2 separate regions of the Mus musculus genome follow, and region 1 is linked to region 2. Evidence: chromatin contacts called from public promoter capture Hi-C data. All regions are on one chromosome and are shown on one strand. Each heading gives the region's core, a stretch centred on a gene start, on an enhancer-like site or on the middle of the called end of the contact. The rest is flanking DNA. Distances are from core to core; before and after follow the strand shown.

Region 1 (2,889 bases), core at 352-2,851, 71 kb before region 2:
TGGATGCAGAGCTAAGTAAATAAAAATGCTGTCATGCTGTTTCACATCGCCTGAGGTCCTTAAAACTAGGTCCGAACATCCTCCTAGGATTTTTATTCAGATCTGTATCTCTCACCTTCCTTGTACGCTTCATCTGCGCTCCTTCAGGGTCCTCCCTCCCCCCTGCAGTGCACTCGGTGACTCTTCTTGCTTCTGTTGACTCAGATGTGGTGGCAAGCATCTTAGAACTTACTACCCATGTACTGGTACAGAGAGTATGCACCTCTGTGTTTTTCCAACATTTTTGAAAAAAAAAATCCATCCTTATTATATATAGTTAGGTTATTTCTTGTTTCGGACAGGTTTTTTTTTGTTGTTGTTGTTTTGTTTTTTGTTTTTGTTTTTCTCTTTTGTTGTTGTTGGTTTGGTTCAGTTTGGTTTTTCGAGACAAGGTTCCTCTGTGTGGCCTTAGCTGTCCTGGGATTCTTTTTGTAGACCAGGCTGGCTTTCAACTCACAGAAATCCACCTGCCTCTGCTTCTGGAGTGTCAGGATCAAGGGTGTGTGCCACCACCACACTGCCCAGCATTGGGACAGTTTTTTAAGTGTTAGAAACATTAGTCTAAGGCCGGGCAGTGGTGGCGCTCGGCTTTGATCCCAGCACTCGGGAGGCAGAGGCAGGTGGGTTTCTGAGTTCGAGGCCAGCCTGGTCTACAGAGTGAGTTCCAGGACAGCCAGGACTACACAGAGAAACCCTGTCTCGAAAAGTCATTGGCCATACTGTGTGGGGGCTGGGGTCTGTTCAGAAAGTAAAGCACTGCCTGCAGCCCAGCCGCAGGTCCTTTTTAAATTACCTTGTCATACTTTGGAAAGCTTCTAAGAAATTATCAAACTTTTTTTTTCCTCCAAAGTAGTTGTTACTGAGAACAGGAGATAAACGATGCATTTTACTTTCTCAGTAAATTTAAATGATCCTGGTGAGAGAGCAGAAGCCCCCCCCCCCCCTCGTGTGTGTGTGTGTGTGTGTGTGTGTGTGTGTGTGTGTGTGTGTTGACGTTGACTAATATCCACATGGTTATTAGATCATGCGTGGACTGTCAGCAGCAAACAAGCTGTTTTTAAAACAGTGAATGATCTTTTAAGGGCCTCACATAGAGGCTCTGAGAGCAGACTCTACCAACAGGAACTTGGTAGATGAGAGTTAATGTCCTTATACTAACGCTTGCCATCAAGGTTAAGGAGGCAGTGTGTGCGTGTGTGTGTGTGTGTGTGTGTGTGTGTTTGTGTGTGTGTGTCCATCCCTGGCTCGTGCCAGGGCCTTCCTTTCTGCAGAACAACACACCTAGCCCACTGGCCTGAGAAGTCAGAACCTTAGTGGATAGTTAGGGACATCTTTGAGGGGGAAACTACGCAGTGAGCTTTAACTTGTTTGCTCTTGGATAGTCCTTTATTCTAGAAGCGCCTTGAGAGTCTGGAAGGGTGTATGGCTACTTTGCTACTGTAGTGGATGATGTAAGCCTGCTAGCTGCAAGCAGTGCATTATCACCTGGGTGGCTGCCTAATGTCTCAGTCCTCATGCCCTCCTAGGAGATGCGCCTACTGAGAGAGGGCGAGCTGCCCTCTGGATTCCAGAATGCCATTCTCTGGCTCAGGGAACTGGAGTTGGCTTGGTAAAGCTCCTCTTTCGGCTGTGTGCAAAGCTCACTAGATTTATTATCTCCCGAGAAAGACCTTAAACAAAAAAAGAAAAAGATGCAAGAGCTAAAGCTCTGACAGTTTCCTCCTTTACTCTTCCAGCCGGGAGAATTTACCACGTGTCCGCACAACTTTAAGAAAAAGGACTTTAAAAAGCCCAGAGTCTGTGGAGTGTGCAGACAGACCATTGACGGTCAAGGGATTGCTTGCCGAGGTAAGTAAGTCCGTGCCCTTGAACCTCTCACCCGTTAGACCCAAGCTAAACAAACAGTAACGCGTAGACAGTCGTTCCTCTGGGAGTTTCCAGAAGTTAAGTCATGGAATTTCCCCATTGCGCCTCTGTTCAGCCCCCATCCCCCAGCACCTGGCAGGGCCTCCCATGTTTATGAAGATGCAGGCTCCTAAGGAAAGTTTTCTAGAAAGAGCAGAGCTATTAGTGGGTTGTTGTGGGCACTTTGTGCTTCAGGGCAGGTCGTTTACAGCCTACACTTCACTTTTTTGGTCCGCATGTCTGTCTGTGTGAGGGTGTCAGATCTTCTAGAACTGGACTTATAGACAGTTGTGAGCTCCCATATGGAAGCTGGGAATTGAATCTAGGTCTTTTGTAAAAGCAGCAGCCTGTGCTCTTAACTGAAGAGCCATCTCTCCAGCCCCTGAGTTAGGGCCTTCTGTGTGCTGGCATCTCTCAGCCTGGTTGTGGAAAATGTTGATCTTGTCTCTAAACCAAGCCACCAGCTTGGCTTTTTTTCTTTTTCCCTTTTCTAAAAGATTAAATGTGTTTATTTCCTTTACATCCCAATACCAACCCTCTGTCTTGTCCCAGTACCCCTCTCAGGTAGATCCTTCCCCCCCATTCCTACCTCCCCCTCTTCTTTGAAAAGGGGAACCCCTTCTAGGTATCACCCACTGCAAATCAAGTCACTGCAGGACTAGGTGCATCTTTTCCCACTGAGGCTAGACAAGGGAGCCCAGTTAGGGGACCGGGATCCATAGGCAGGCAGGCAACAGATTAAGGGACAAACCTGCTCTAGTTGGTGGACCTGCATGAAGTCCAAGCTGCACATCTGCTGCATATGTGCAGGTGGTAGGTCCGGCCCATGCATGCTCTTTGGTTGGAGCCCAAGGGTCCAGGTTAGTTGCCACTGTTGGTCTTCTTATGAAATCCCTGTCCTCTTCAGGCCCTCAGTTCTTTCCCCCAACTCTTCTATAAGATTCC
Region 2 (2,702 bases), core at 143-2,642:
GTAGCCAGAGACTGCGCTGCTTGCTTGGGGCTTTGGCCCTTCTCAGTGATTTTCTAAATTCTTTTAACAAAATAGAGGCAAAAAACCTGAAGGTGCTCCTTAGTTTCTGGAGGGCTGGTTGTCCTTGATGTGTGGTCTGCATAGCATGGGAAACACTGAGTTCACTGTATTGCCAGACTCCTTTTTAGCTTGAGTGGGTAATACTTGACAGCATTGTGGGCCACAGACTCTGTTTAAAAAAAAAAAAAAAACAAAAACAAAACTAAAGATCTTGGGGTCCTAGATTCTTTTACAGTAAACTCTGAACTATTTTAACGCCTCTAAAAGGCTTCTATAGAATTGTCACCCAGCTGCAAAGGTGCAGACCAGCGCCTGGTTGAGGTGTGGTCTGCAGGCAACGTGGTAGCCTGCATTTTCGTTCCTATAAAGGAAACTAACTGGCCATGAGCTCATTAGCTTTCAGAAGAGGTCTACCCAGCATCCCCTGTGACTGAGGAGTGGATTATGTCACTATGAGATTACCACAGAAGGGCCCAGGAGGTGGAAATCAAGGCACCTCTCTTCTCTGTCTTGCAGATCATGGATGTGGGCTGGCCCGAGCTGCATGCACCTCCTCTTGACAAGATGTGCACTATATGTAAGGCTCAGGAGTCCTGGCTGAACAACGACCCCCAGCATGTGGTCGTCATCCACTGCAGGGTGAGTGTTCCTGCTCCCACAGCCTCTGGGTTCCCACTGGGCTTCCAGCGCTTACGGGGCCACGTGGATTAGATCAGGCTGCTCACAGGCACCAACTGATTTTCCTTGAAGCCACCGAGTTTACAGGATACCTGTCACCTGGTGTGACATGTTCCATGAAGGTATACCTTTTAGATTTCCTATTCATCCTTAAAAACTAAGAAGCTGACGAAGAAACTAAAAAGAACCCCCAATCCTCAGGTTGTCTTTAGAATTTATAGGTCTGAGGTTTCTGGTGTTTCTGGACTTTTTAAAGCTCCCTTCTATCCATTCGATTCTGTACTTGTTAATTTTGAGTATTAGTGAAGTTGAAATGAATTGTAATATGATTGAAAACACATGGATCACCAAAGATGAAAACACCACCTAGATATTTTACCCTCCCGCCTTCCGTAAGTGATTCTGGGCTCTCTTTGTCCAGTTTATGGGCTTCTGATGTTTTCCTTTCATTACTTACCATAGAGCACTCGTTGCTTTAAACTACTTTTGAAATACCCAGAAAATGTGCCTTGAGAGGTAAGCTTTTAATTTGAAATTGTGGTTGCTGGTGCCATCCAAGGTTCACCGTCATCACGGCAGCAGGGCTGGAATCTGCTTGCTTTGCACAATGAGTGCTCCCTTTTACAGATGCCCGGAATGACTAATAGCCAGACTTGTCTCCACTAGGGCAGAGGCAGGCTAGAGCTGGACTGCGGTAGCTGCTCTCCTGTGTTACAATGGTTGTAACTCAAGCCAGCTCCAACGTGAAAGAGGCTGTGCTTCCTGTGGGAGTGTTCTTCCACTTTTTACCCCTTTTGAGCCTTGGAACAGAACTGTGGAAATGCCAGAGGCTGTTTCCCACCCTGAGAGTGTATGGCTCAGAGTGGATCCCACCTACCATGTTTTCCTATAACCTGTGAGCTGGTTAGAAGGTGAAAATTCTTACGGAGTTCACACTTAGAGTCTGACAGTAGTGAGGCGTGCACACCCCTCTCCCTCCCTCACCCTCAGGTGTTCACATTCACTGCAGCATGGAGAACTTGTACCTGCACCATGCTGTGAAGCCTGCTTATATGCGGAGGCATAACATTGGGATACTTGGCTGGCCTTTTAAAATGAGTGTGGCAGAGTCCCTTGTCCTCAAATTTCTTGGAGAGCTTTAGGATTGCCTTCATTTCTTTACATGTTTGGTACAGTCTCCCTGATGGGAGATTTGGTAGTGACTGGATCCCCTTACCTTGTTGGGATTTTCTCTTGGGGCAGTTGTGAGTGTTGGGGGACTTCTGGCTGTCCACTTTGTGTGTCTGCAGCTGTCCGGAGGAGCCCTGCAGAGCTGTTGTGTTTTGTGCTGTTGACTGTGGTGGCTCCCTTTCATTTCTGAATTTTTGAGTCTTCTTTCCTTTTAATCTTAGCCAAAGGTTTGCTGATTTTATTTTACCTTAAAAGCAAGCAAGCAAGCAAGCAAGCAAGCAAGCAAGCAAGCAAGCAAACAAACAAACAAACAAAACAGTCAGTTTTGTTGACCATTTTATTTTCTGATTCTCTGTTTTATTCTGTTCTCTATTTTTTCTCTTATATTAACTTTGGGTCTAGTTTGGCCTTTTCCTAGTTACTTGAAGTATAAATTAAGATCTTCATTTGAGATATTTCCTTTCTTTCTAGATATGGATGCTTATTGCTATAAACCCTCTCTTAGTACTGCCTTTGTTAAATCTGATACATTTTAATGTGTGTTTTTCCATTGTAGTTGTCTCATGTTAATTTATTTTATGTGTATGGGTGTTTTACCTAAATGTATGTCTGTGAACCACATGCATGCCTGATGCTAGGGGAAACCAGAAAAAGACATCTAATATTCTGAAACCGAATTTTCAGATGATTGTGAGCCAGCATGTAGGTGCTGGGAATCGAACCCTGTTCCTCTGGAAGACCAATCAGTGCTCTTAACCACTGAGCCATCTCTCCAGCCCACGTCTCAATATATA

Evidence for each region. Capture Hi-C pulls out chosen DNA fragments and counts their contacts.
Region 1: a promoter capture Hi-C map of pancreatic islet shows a contact between it and region 2. The contact joins two enhancer-like sites. A contact is called at or near these places in 18 of 484 Hi-C or Micro-C datasets (the 63-12 cell line, the C2C12 cell line, the HPC-7 cell line and 12 more), 9 of 115 datasets of contacts at active chromatin or transcription factors (bone marrow-derived macrophages, cardiomyocytes, craniofacial prominence and 5 more) and 3 of 9 other capture datasets (adipose tissue, liver and pancreatic islet).

Annotation. Positions count from the first base shown.
Region 1 is chr11:8,614,738-8,617,626 of GRCm38.p6, reverse strand. Tns3 (tensin 3) reads left to right here. Exons shown (of 31, transcript NM_001083587.1): 2 at 1,776-1,887. Among named protein-coding and RNA genes, the nearest start is that of Tns3, 48 kb to the left of the region's middle. Within about 2 kb of position 1,601, at least 21 of the 459 cell types and tissues checked have an H3K27ac peak or open chromatin away from gene starts, as enhancers often do. A contact at or near this core is called in pancreatic islet, where this site is marked.
Region 2 is chr11:8,543,226-8,545,927 of GRCm38.p6, reverse strand. It overlaps Tns3 (tensin 3), which reads left to right. Exons shown (of 31, transcript NM_001083587.1): 8 at 577-699. Among named protein-coding and RNA genes, the nearest start is that of Tns3, 120 kb to the left of the region's middle. Within about 2 kb of position 1,392, at least 37 of the 459 cell types and tissues checked have an H3K27ac peak or open chromatin away from gene starts, as enhancers often do. A contact at or near this core is called in pancreatic islet, where this site is marked.